Linked DNA regions of Anas platyrhynchos: region 1 is linked to region 2. Evidence: chromatin contacts called from public Hi-C data. All regions are on one chromosome and are shown on one strand. Each heading gives the region's core, a stretch centred on a gene start, on an enhancer-like site or on the middle of the called end of the contact. The rest is flanking DNA. Distances are from core to core; before and after follow the strand shown. Region 1 overlaps LOC101795869 (mitogen-activated protein kinase kinase kinase 3). Region 2 holds the start of LOC101795869 (mitogen-activated protein kinase kinase kinase 3).

Region 1 (5,820 bases), core at 186-2,685, 46 kb after region 2:
GCTGGCTGCTCTTGGTGCCAGCACCCTGGGCAACCTACAGAGTCTGCAGCCTGCTTTGTAGGGCATTGAGGGCAAATAGTTGCATTTTGGGCACTGGGAGCTTTGCAGTCCCTCTGCGGGATGTGGTACAGCACACAGCGATGCCAGGGGGTCGAATTCCCTCAGGAGTTAGGAGGGGAAACTCTGTTTACCATCTAAAAAGCAGAGCTGAATCTGTCCTGCTGGGTGTCAAAGAAGCTGTTCTGGCAGGGAAAGCGGCGCACACCTCTCACAGCAAAGGGTTTGAGGCCAGTTTTTGAGGTGTTCCTGTCTCATCTGATGCCCAGACGCTGGGGAAGCTGTCAGTGCACAGAAACTCAAATTATTCCAGGGAGGAAACCCAAACTCCGCTTAAGCACGGGGCTGATTTGGCGCGGGATAGCAGCAGGTCCTGTCTACAAACTCCCAGATCAGAGCAGCCCCAGAACGGCAGGCAGCAAGGCTTCGTCTCAGCCCTCTCCTCTGACCGCTCGCTGAATTGGTGAGCTGACCTTTAAGCTGTCTCCTCGCAGATGGTTTGTGTTGTGATTCTTGCGTCCGTTCCACGGTAGATGAGAACTTGGAAGAAAACACTGCAGCTCGACGAGCTGGAGGGCATGGGGTCTCTGTTTTCCATCCGCCTCCTCGGGTTCCTCCCTCGTCCCCCCATTCCCAAGCTGCTCACGGCGAGGATCTGGCTTCCTTTGTTTACCCAGCGGTGTGACACTGCCGTGCTCCGGTGTTTGTTCAATCCCTTCCAGCTCCTGATCCCGCTGAAATCCCAGGAAGACTTGGACAAAGCGCTGGAGCAGTTGGAGCTGAGCCCTTCCCTGAAGAGCCTGCGGATCCTCGTCAGCGCTCCAAAGAAAGCCAATGTGAGCTCCTCACCTTCTCTCCTCTTTCGTGTCCGAAGTGAGGCGCCTCGTTATTGCCTTGGGGAGGGGGAAAAGTCTCCTGACGGAGGGAGAGCTGGGCCTCGGGGGGTCTGAAATCTTCCTGGAGACCAAGCTCAGCTCCCTCCCACTCCTCCTGCAACCTCTGAAGGGTTAAAGCTGTACTGATCCTCAAACTAAGAAGCCCCCAGGGAACCCTCTTGTTTCTTTTTTTGGCTTGGGGAGGCTGTCACCCTTCCTCTGCATCCCCTCCACATGCAGGAGGAGGTGCTGGCTGTCCCCGTGACCCAGCACAGGGACCCTTCCCTCCTTGTGGTGCTGAAATCCTAACAGCCAGGGGGGAACAACCCAGAGAATCCTTCAGTGTCACGCGGGACTGTCTTTTTTATTATTATTATTATTATTTGTTTTTATTTATTTATTTTCCCTGAGCTCAGTGGTTTTGCAGCTAAGCCTGTTAGCTTGACCTCGCCTGCACGGAGCGCCTTGCCAAAGCACATGTCGTTCTGCCCCAAGCACAGGCTGTAAAACAAGAGATTTGCAGATGTTGCAACTCTTGTTTCTCCCTTATATTTCCTAGAAGTACAAGAGAGGCTGAGAGCCTTGAAACTCCTAGTGCTTGTCCTTGCAGCACTTGGGTTTCCTCTGCTCCTTTTGAGAGCTGCCCAAAAGGTGCAGGGAGCAGAGTCCCAGGGGGAAACTGAGCCATCATTTGGGATTTCCTAAATCCACTTGCTCCTAGCTGCAGCAATATTGCAGCATTATGCCAGCTACTTAAGAGCGGGGCAGCCAGGCAGATGCACATATCCCTTTGGAGCTGGTGGAGCTTTTCCTGAAGCATGGCAACACGTACTGCAGGCGAGGGGATCATTCTGAGGTCATACACAAAATCCTCACAAAATCACAACGCCCTGTAGCACGGTACGTTGGTGAGATTGGCCACCAGCAAGTCCTGCCAGTGTAACTCAGGCTGCACTTAAGTTACCAGCTGGATTGGAAATTCTTTGCAGTCCTTCTCTGTATTCCGTAGCGAAGACTGACTGTCTGCTGTCTGCTCTGTACAGAGGAGCCTCTGCAGTGCTTGGTCTGCCACTGAGGGAGCACAGAGGAGAAGTTTTTGGGGTCACAAACGTGGGTTCAGGGCAAGACTCAATCTCCGTACCAATCCTGAAATCAGGCAGTGCAGGAACAGTCTGTATGTCATATGTCTGTATTTACTTTTGCTGACTGGGCCTCAATTTTATTGTTTGACAGCGTTTTAGTAACAGATGTAACTTGTGAGTGATTTGGGGGTCTTTTTTTTTAATGCTTCTTGGTTAGTATGGCCATAAGGAGTCAAACAGAGGTTTTCACGGGGTGCCTCTGCAAAGGGGCAGAGTCTGATCGTTCCCTTTGTCTGATCCCCAGCTCCTCCAGCCGAACAACAGCAAGCAGCACGAGATGAGGATCTCCAGATCCATGGGGGACATCATGGGATCCCTGTACAAGGACTCTGAGAGGACGCGGAAATACTCAACAGGTCAGTGAGATGTGGTGCTCTGTGGGCTGCTGGTGCTATTACAAGCAGGGCCACCGTCCCCTTTCCATTTTCCCTCACAATCCCTGTAAGTATTATGGTCTGCTGTCTACCCCGAGGTCTCCCACCAGTATTTCAGTGCAGTTACAGCTTATCCTCAGCCTGAGGAAGAAACTGCAAGGATGTGGCCAAGGTTGTGGTGAGCAGCAAGTCCAGTCAGGCGTGGAAACGAAGGAAGAGCAGATGATCTGAGGTGTAACGTGAGGGGGAAAACGTGAATTTGAGCTTAATTGAAACGAAGAGTGAGGATCTTACATGGTCTTTTCTTCTGTTTTATGTGCCTGAGTTGGTGTTTTTCTTGCTTTCTGAAATAACTCGGAGCGTTTTGAAATGCTAAGTGCTGCTGGCAGTCTGTCTGTAGGACCTTTTGGGCGAGAATCCTTGGGGGATTTTGTAGAGAGAGAAGTCTTGTGCAGCACCGGTAAAGCAGCCCGTCGGTCCATATAGCAGGGCTGTCAGTCTGCACATTACAGCAGGCAGGCTCAGTGATTTTGTCTAGCAGTGAATGTTCCCTGCTACATCCGTGGGTGATGCTTACACGGGCATTTCTACAGAGCCCCAGTGTGCTCATCCAGTTATTTCCCATCTGTAAAGTGGGGCTCTCAGATACGCGAAGATATCCTTCACCCTCCAAAGAGCATCTCTATCAATACAACCTGAAAGCTTCCAAACTCTGTGCAACAAAGAGTATTGCTCTCCGAGGATTCGCTCTTTCTGTCTCTCACAGTCTGCACTGCCTTGATAACAAATCCTTTGGTTTGCTGCGGCTCAGACAATGACATAGAAAGAAATTTCCTTCTAGGGTAGGTCCAGTTTAGCCTCTTGTGCAGCAATGCCCAATTCTGAAAGAAGCCAGCTGTGGGTGCTGCATGTACCAGAGCTCTCTGTGGTCCTGTTGCTGGGATGTGCCAGCGATATCTTTTTCTGTTGTATTTTTGTTTGTTTGTTTGTTGGTTTTCTAGCTTTCATAGCTCTTGAGAATGTGCCCAGAATCTGGCAGAGTTTATAGATGGTTCTGAATGAAATGCAGACACGAGGACATGGCAAAGCGCAGAGCCTCAGCAGAAACTGCTTGAGCAAGACATCTCTGAAGGGCTTTTTTTGGCACTAACTAAGCTGTTAACGTAACCCAGTGAAGAGCTGCGGCACCGTGAGCTGTCACTGATGTGTGAACTGAGTGTAATAGGCAGAATTGATCCTGTGTGCAGTGAGAAAATTGATCCTTGCATGCAAACTGCATCCCAAACAGGATCTTTGGTGCTTTTGCATCATTAGCTGCCCTTGCCACAGCCATCCCTCTTTTATTCCCGTGCAAACCACAACTCTTGCTCTTAGTTTGGACAGAGCCTGCAACAAACCTGCATGGCAGCAGCTCTCCAGGCCTCTTTGGAGCTCTTTGGGCTCCGTATGAAGCTACCACAGCCCACTTACAGGGGTTGTTGCAATCCACCAGCTTCGTTTTGATGATTTCTGGAGTCAGATCTGGGCTCTCCAGCAGCTGGACAGAAACTTCAGCGAGCTGAAAGGGCGAGCAGCATGGCAGATGGAACAGAGAGCTGAAGAGCAGGCCTTAGACAGACAGAAATATAATCCTGTGTTGTGTTTCCCTGGATTCGATTTGGTGGATAATCAAAAATCATCCTAAGAGATTGGGGTTTCTGTAGGAGAATCTGTTCTCCACCTGCAGGTGCAAGATATTTCACAGTATTTGCTTCTGCTGTCATCAAAGCAGCTGCTAGCACGTGAGGATCTCAGCTCAGTTCAGCTTTTCCCTTAAAACCACGTTTGAAAGGAGATTTAACGTGATGTTACAGCAAGAGGTGGCTCAGGGTCATGTTCTCGGTGCTTCTCAGCTGTCTCGTGTTTTTCTGCTGACTCCGCCGTGATAGCAGCAGCAAAAACTAATAAAACTGCATGTCGTTGGCACGAGCACGATGGAAGGGGGGGGCAGATGTTCTGGGGAAGATTTGGCTATTTTTGCTTCTGCTGGACAGAAAATGTCTTCAACTCCATGTCCCCAAAAAACCTCATGCAAAGTCAATATTTTTCTTATTTTTTTCATAAGCATTTTCGGTGAAAATCCCTCCCCCCACTCCACCTTATTTATTTTTTTTTTTTGGAAGTGGAAAATGTTCCAGTCTCTGTAACCGGCATCTGAAAACGTTCAGCAAAGTGTCAGAAAAAGTTTGGCTTCAAACCTGTCGGGGTCCTAAATTTTCAGCTAACTGAGGGCTGTACTTATTTACTGAGAGAAAACCCCACAAGGGCACTTGGGGGGGACACAGGCTGGCCAGATGGCTCCGAGAAACATGGGCAACATGATGGCAACATCCGTGCCATTAAATTCACAGGGCACGAGCACAGGCTAAATGTTGATGAAGGTTTTTAATCATCACCATGTTTCCTGACCCGAAATCTGCCCAGGTACAAATGGGGACTAGAAAATGGAGTGTCCCACTTGCTTAGCCTACACATAGCCTTAAATTTAGATGTAGGAACCCGTCCTCAGGGGATCAGCACAGAGAGGAGGGCGACTTGCAGGGGTCCCACTGCAAAAGAAGCCCAAGGGGATGTGGTTGAGCTGCTCACACCTCCTCGTGGCAGCCACAGCTCATCAGTAACACGTTAATTGAAGGTTTCTCTCTGCTTATCGTGCTTGAGGACTCCTGCTTGATGCCGCTCTGCGACGGGTGAAGTTTTGGCCAGGGAAGGGGTGAAGCCAGGGAACAAGGAGGCAGAGGGAAGCCAAGCCTGGCACGGGGGAGCCGGCCGTACGTGCAGCACCGAGAGCTCCGCACACACAGCATGAAAGAGGCTGCTTAAATAAAAAAATAACAGAAGGGAACATGAAAAACCCCAGCAGATGCCAGCAGTGACTGTAAGTCTCCGTGCTGGCCTGGTTCGTCCCTGCCTGGGACATGCTGTGCTCTGCTCTCGAGTGCAGGACTTTTACATCAGCGCCTGCACCATGGAATCCCGTCCCAAAGCACCTTGCTGCAGAGGGGAATCGAGGTCAGCTGCTCGCCTGGTGCCAACCTGCACAATTTCTCCAAGTTCAGGAAGCCTGAAAAGAAGGGCTGAGATCTGGCCAGCCTCTGGCTCCCGAACAAGTCCCCCTGCCCCTTCCCCGCTGGGGGAACGTGATCCTGGAGGCTCTGGGACAAATCACCTGGCGGCTTTTTGGAGCAAGAGCCACCCTCGTTTCTTCCCGCAGCCTTCAGGGCTGACATCTGCCGAGCAAACGAGGGGACGGCAGCACGAGCCCCAAATGGTTAAACGTTTGTTTATCTTCCCAGAGAGGATGCTGTACTTCCCAACTGGTTTTGTTTTTAG
Region 2 (6,394 bases), core at 3,110-5,609:
AGTCATTTCCACAGGAAATTAAATGCCCAGGACCGGCTGAGCACAAACCCAATGCATCAGGCCCCTCACAAACCTTCCTGGTTTCCCCCATGCGTGGAGGATTTGGGTGGTTAACAGACCAACAACCACGCAACGGAAAGCCAGAGGGACTGCTCCCTTCTGTGTTTTGTAACCTTCACCCAAATCCACTCTCCCAGCGCTGGATGCCACGCGCTTTACCCCCAGCTTCCTAATTACGGCTCGTATTTTGCTGCAGCTGAGGAAACGAGGACATATGGCTGCTGTGATAAGAGATGGCTGCGAGCTGTCTGTGCAGCAGGGCTGCAAACTTTCTGTGCAAGCCCACTTCTAAAACAAAACAGGCGTAAACAGCCAGCTTGTGATTGTTTCTGCTGTTTCTCCCCCCCCTCGTGACAGATTTAAGGGAAAAACTGCGGGTTTGCAGTCGATGCGTGCGGATAAGTTTATGGCTAATGGGACGGGTCCCACTTATGGTAAATCAGTCTCTGCTTCCCCTGGTTTCTGGCAGCTCAAATCCAGCTCCGTGAAGAAATACGAAGGCTCACGGGCACGATGGCTGCTTGTGCTTGATTCCCCGTCAGCTGCGGGAGTGTAGACATGCCTGAAGAGTTCTGATGGGAGCTTCTTCAGCAAGAATGCACCAAGAAGTGTAAAATGCTGTAAAACAGCAGCTGTAATCAGGAGAGGGATTATGGAAATAGGGTCGGGTTCTCAGGGAGCCAAATCCTGCCAAAGGCAGGGGAGTCAAAGAACAGGGCAGGCTGGACACACACGCCTGAAGCCAAGTCAGGACCAAGTCTCAGTCTCATCCCTCAGCCTTTACTCAAGAGGGGCCAGTCACAGCGTGGGGGAATCTCAGTTCTACCCAGGAAACTTGTGATTTTCTCTGAACTTTGGGGGAAGTTGGGACAGAAATGCAGGATATCCCCTGTGATTTTTGGCTTTCTTGCACTTTCAGCTGCAAATGCTGCAAGGACAGTGTTTCTTGTGCTCCTTTCCACAAGCTTCTGGCATCAGATGAGCCCGTAGATATTTTGGGATGGTTCTGACCTTGTCTGAAAAAGTCTGAAGTGTGTCTGTATGCAGCCAGGGCTTTCAGCTCTGCCCCTCTGAGCAGCCTGATGTCCAGCATCACCGTGCAAATTCTGCTTGGAGGACACAAGTTTCCAGTTATACACGGTGTGTGAAGGAGAACTGCAGAAAAACGCTCAGTAATAGCGTTTGCTCACCAAGCCAACCTGCAATCGGGTCCCCTCCACTTTCACTTTGTCCTCCTTGGAGCTCTTTCTGCCTTTGTTTAGGCAGAGAAGGTGAGTCATGGAACAACGGCGGCACGGAAAGTTACATCCAGCCATGCAAGCACACGTGACAGCTACCAGGAAAAAAAAAAATCATCCACACAACTTAACTTCGGTGTAATCCCACCCGGTGGGGATAAATTCTGAGTTAAAACCTTTGTGTTTTGGTGTATCAGCGCTGCTGCACGCTGCTGTCACACTCAGCCTTCTGCATTTTTTGAGTAAAGAAGTCAAAACCCACTGAGGCAAAGAGCCTGCTTGCTGTGAGGGCTTTCCCATAGCAGATCCCATGCAGGGAGGACAATCCCAACGACCAGGGAGCATTTCGTGCAATACGAGAGGAAGAGGAGGGCAGCTGGGAAGTGATGGGGGCTCAGCAACCCTGCCACAGCCCAAAATAGCAGCAGTTAGGTAAAAGCCAAGTGTCTTCCCCTTTTGCTCCCCACAGCAAACGCTGGTGCTGACATCATGAAAGGAGGAGCATAAACTGAACTGCCCAGGGCTGTGATTTGCAAGTTCTGGGGCTGCAGATCCACTTTTCTTGTATGTCACTAGCACCCACTGGTGTTACCCAACTTTTCTCTGCAGATATTGTCAGGGTGGTGTAGGCCTGCACTAACCAGTCCTCCACTAAACCATATCGCTCAGTTCAACATCTAAACGTCTTTTGAAGACCTCCAGGGATGGGGACTCCACCACTTCCCTGGGCAGCCCATTCCAATGTCTAACTACCCTCTCAGTAAAGAAGTTCTTCCTAACATCCAACCTAAAGAAAAGAAGGAAGAAGCAGGCTGTGTGGATACAAGGTGTGCCGTGTCTGCTGTCCTCAGGGACAGAAAACAGCTCCGTGTCTCTCTTATTTCTGCATAGCAAGAAAGAAATAAGAAGAAATAAAAAATAAGAAATAATAATAAATAATAAATAAATAAGAAATAAGAAATAAGAGAGACGCTACAACCACTACAGCCACCGTCTGCACTGACTTTCCATAAAGCTCTCCGCTGTGTGTTCCCTGCTCCTCTCCAGAAAGGTGGTGAGGGTTGCTGGATTGTGTTTGTACCACAGCACGCAGAGCCACACACCTCCACGCATCCTGCCAGGCTTCAGCAATGCTTTCAGGAGCAGCTCGAGGAGGCAGAATTTTGGGGCAGGTCCTCAGCACGCCCATCAGCAGAGAGCTGCTGGCATCAACAGAATGAGGCTTTGCACACAGCGAGGGCGTTGCATTGTTCAGGAACACCCTAGAACCGAAATCCCTGCAGCTGGATTCCTGGAGCATCAAACGAGTTGAGGAAAGAGAAACTGCTTTGGAAGGAGTTTTCACAAGGAACTGCTGCTTGCCTAATGGATTCCCATTAAAAACAGGAGGTTTTACAGGAGATCCTTGTCACTTAGTGCCTTATATGCTCGAAACCCAAGTCCTGGAGCCCTGTGCCTGGTTCCCAAGGTAAACACATCTGATTCATTTCAGAAATGCATCTGCACAAGAATTCATTACATACATCCCTGATGGGCAGGAGCCAAACATTTTGAATGTGCCAAGTTACCAGAGCTTTATTAAAAGCTGTAAGGGTTAGAGGGAAGGTGCAGAGAGAGGCAACCTCCTTCTCCAAGCCAGGTGGCTCAGGATAGACTTACGCCGCTTCCCAAACCGATGAGGCAAGCTGGAGTCAGAGGTTCCTTCCAGCAACAGCTCGGTCCCCCTGGATGCCTCTCCGTAAGCTGCACAAATATTCTGGGGAGGGGGAGGGAGAGGGAGAAGAGTGAAACCTATTCAATTACATCAAGATCACGACTAGCCCCAGTAAAATCATTTATGGAGTGAGGGAACCCGGAGCGGTTTGGGCTGGAGCCATCTGCTGTTATTTGGTACACAGAATTGGTTTCTATGGATTTTATTAATAGGTCACGCGATTGTATGCGGGGCTGTGAGATCTGAAGCTCTCTGGAGGGGTCCCTGGTTGGGGTTTCTATTGCCTTTACAGGCAATAGGCTTTTTTATTTTGCTGAAACTTTCTTGCAGCAGCCAGCCCTGAAAAGCTTGAGGTGAATGGGTCTGGGTTTAGGATTCTGCCTGTTTTTTTTTTTTTTTTTTTTTTTTTTCTCTCCCACACAACTGCAGACTGACTTTGTTCCTGTTCTTCTCCACAACGCATTTACTAAATGGGGAAACGGGGAACCAGTCAGCAAAACACTCTTACTCACTTTCTCCATCGTCTGCGAGAGTTCTCTGCCTTTCTCACAAGCGTGAGTGATTTCTAGTGCAAACCTCAGGCCCCACTCGCATCATCTCTGAGGCTCAGGCCTTGTTTTAACTTGTTTTGCCTTCAAGCCTTCGAGGGCTAAGCCCAAAGGGACCGGGATGCACCAAGGAGCCTTGGGGCAGGTGGGTGTGAGTCAGAGCAGCCCCGAGGCTGTCTGAGGAGCCTGGAGTCGCTGTGCAGGGCATCGCTGACAGCCCAGGAAGGGCTGGGGGTCCTTCAGTCCTGGCTGCGTCTGCTCTCCCTCAGCCCCCCTGAAGTGGCAAAAGCAAATTAAGTGACAAGAGCAATCCTTTCATGTCCTGGCTGTGTGCAGACAGCTACACAGTTTAAGCAGTTTCATTGTCCCCCCTGCTGCAGCTCCATGAGGGGGCTTCACCTCCCTCCCTCCTCACCCCCCCAACCGCCCCCCGCCTCACCAAACTCCACAGAACCTCAACCGGCTCCCTCAACAGCCCACCCCCTGGACTCCCCAAGGGCTAAACAACACCTCACTAGCCCAAATTAACCAAAAACTGAAGAAACTGAAGGACTGAGAACCCAGCGGGGCTGCCACCCCCACACAACCCCCAGCGCCCCTCAGCGGGGAAGGGGCCACAAAATGGCGCCCCCCGGCGGAGGGGCGGTGAGGCACAAAATGGCGCCCCCTGGCGGCGGGACGCGGGGCGGCCGCGGGTGGGGGCGTGGCCTCGGGGCTTGGCCGCTTCCCTATTGGCGGAGGCGCCCGAGCGCGTCACCGCTTCCTCCCGCTTTTGTGCGCCGCCCCGCGCCGCCCCCCCCCCCGAACCGAGCCGAGCCTGAGCCGAGCCGAGCCGAACCCGAAGCCGAGCCCGAGCCGAAGCCGAGCCCGAGCCGAAGCCGAACCCAGCTGAGCCCGAGCCGAGCCGAGCCGTGCTAAACCCAACCCAGCCGTGCCAAACCCGACCCAACCGTGCTAAACCCAACCTAATCCAACCCAGCCGTGCTAAACCCAACCCAATCCAGCCCAGCCGAGCCGTGCCGTGCCAAATCCAAGCCAGCCCAGCCGTGCCAAAGCAGCACTCGCAGCCTCCGCGCATGGCTCCCCGCGGATAGCCGCTCTCCGGACGGGTAAGGCTGTGCTGGAGGGGATCCGGGGAGGGGGGCTGCAGCCGCGCTGCCCCATTTGGGTTTGGGGTTTTGTGTCCGGGTTTGGCTCCGCGGGTTCGGTTTTGGGGTTTCGTGTCCGGGTCTGGTTCTGGAGGCGTTTTATTTCGAGTTTTTCCCTGCCCCATCCTCTAGCAATGCAAGGGAGGGGTGTTGCTTGTCTACAGCACTTTTGGGATTTGGGGGGTTGTGGGTGCTGGGCACCCTATAACAACCCCCCCACCTCCGGGATGTCCCCTTAGAGGCAGCAGATTGGGTTCCCAACCTGGTCCTGGTGTCCCCTTCCTCCAGGCTGCTCGGGTTTGGCTCCGCCAGCCGTCTCCCCAAGTTGGTGCCCGACACGGTTGTCCTACAGCAGCCCTATAGGGGACAGAAAAGCAGGATGGGTTTCATTTCGGGGTAAAAAAGCTGCTCCCAAAGCCCTGGCTGCAAGGCAAGGCTCAGCACGAAGCCTTCCACCCACCACCCTGCAGTGAGCGTGTCTCTCGCCGGCCCCATTTTACCCAGAAAAAGCCTTTTTTCCCCTCATCTGCTGCTTTTTCCTCTTCCTCCCCAATTCTCGGTTCGCAACCCGGTGGCGTTTTCATTTTTTTATTAATTTTTTTGCAATTAAACCTTGCTTCTGGTTTGGGGCTGGCCCCGCGTTGCCGGTGCAAGGGGTGAAACCCCTCAAAAGGCTTTCTCAAAACGCTGAGGATGGGGAATGCGACATAACAGGGTCTTTTTTTTGGAGATTTGGGGTTTATACGGAGTTTAGGTGACACTGGGAGTTTCAAGGCTTGAATAAATGCATCTTGGCATAGCTGCATCTGAGGGTCTGCTTTCCAGACCATGTAATAGAAGGGGGTTGAGATTTTGGGGCTTTCCTCTGCAGCCGGGCACAGTCTTTGCCTTAGGAAGTTTTCCCGGCTTGTAAAAGCTCCTCTGTTGGAGGCAGGATGCGTGGCTGGACGGGCTGCCAGCCTGGTGGGCTGCGGCTTTAAAGGCTCTTTTATACATCCCTTCCCCAAATGGGGTTCGGTACCACGAGTTTTTTTCCATCAGTCTTAAATCTCCGTCAGAAACTCTGCCGTGGCTACGTGTGCCGAGGGGCAGTGTGTTTCTTTTTTTGGAGACCCTTACAGCTCGCTCAGAGAGATGTAGCCTGGATTTTCATTTGGGATGGAGAGCCTGTGTTGTGTAGAGATGGACAAATCTCTCCAAATCTCTGGATTTTTTTACATTTCCTGAGGTCCAACACGGGAGAAGGATGCGTGTCCCGTGTCCCTGCTGTCCTGGGAGCTGGGGCCGCTGGTGCCCGACGGCAGCAGGAACTTGGTTGGACTCTGGCCTTTCCACTCCCCTCTCCGCACGGAGCTGCGGCCAAGCACAATGTGCACAGCAATGTGCAGAATGTCAGCTGTGCACCAGCGAGATGGAAAACGCATTATAGAGCCATAGGAAGGGGGATATGGAATTCAACTTTTTTTTTTTCCTTGGAGTCCTCAGGCACTTTTCAGCCTTTTGAGAAGAGCTCTAAATGGCCCGCTGATGCCGAACCCGAATCCCCAGACTTTATTTTCCTATCTAAGCTCCAGCAAGGTGAAGGTGACCGGGTGTTTTCTGGGAATCCTTCCAGGAAAGCATCCACGGGGGCAGCGTGTCTGTCCCGACCTGCGAAATGCCACTGGGCTCCAACCAAATCCCTGT

The links. A called contact is a pair of places that touch in the nucleus more often than the background predicts.
Region 1: a contact with region 2 is called in a Hi-C map of subcutaneous adipose tissue, with 1.6 times the contacts expected there. The contact joins the enhancer-like site here to the promoter of LOC101795869 in region 2. A contact is called at or near these places in 4 of 8 Hi-C or Micro-C datasets (liver, skeletal muscle and subcutaneous adipose tissue).

Annotation. Positions count from the first base shown.
Region 1 is chr2:154,582,511-154,588,330 of IASCAAS_PekinDuck_T2T, forward strand. LOC101795869 (mitogen-activated protein kinase kinase kinase 3) reads left to right here. Exons shown (of 17, transcript XM_027450359.3): 6 at 780-893; 7 at 2,319-2,430. Among named protein-coding and RNA genes, the nearest start is that of ACAA1, 19 kb to the right of the region's middle. Within about 2 kb of position 1,436, at least 3 of the 8 cell types and tissues checked have an H3K27ac peak or open chromatin away from gene starts, as enhancers often do. A contact at or near this core is called in subcutaneous adipose tissue, where this site is marked.
Region 2 is chr2:154,533,798-154,540,191 of IASCAAS_PekinDuck_T2T, forward strand. It overlaps LOC101795869 (mitogen-activated protein kinase kinase kinase 3), which reads left to right and starts at 4,360. Exons shown (of 17, transcript XM_027450359.3): 1 at 4,360-4,669.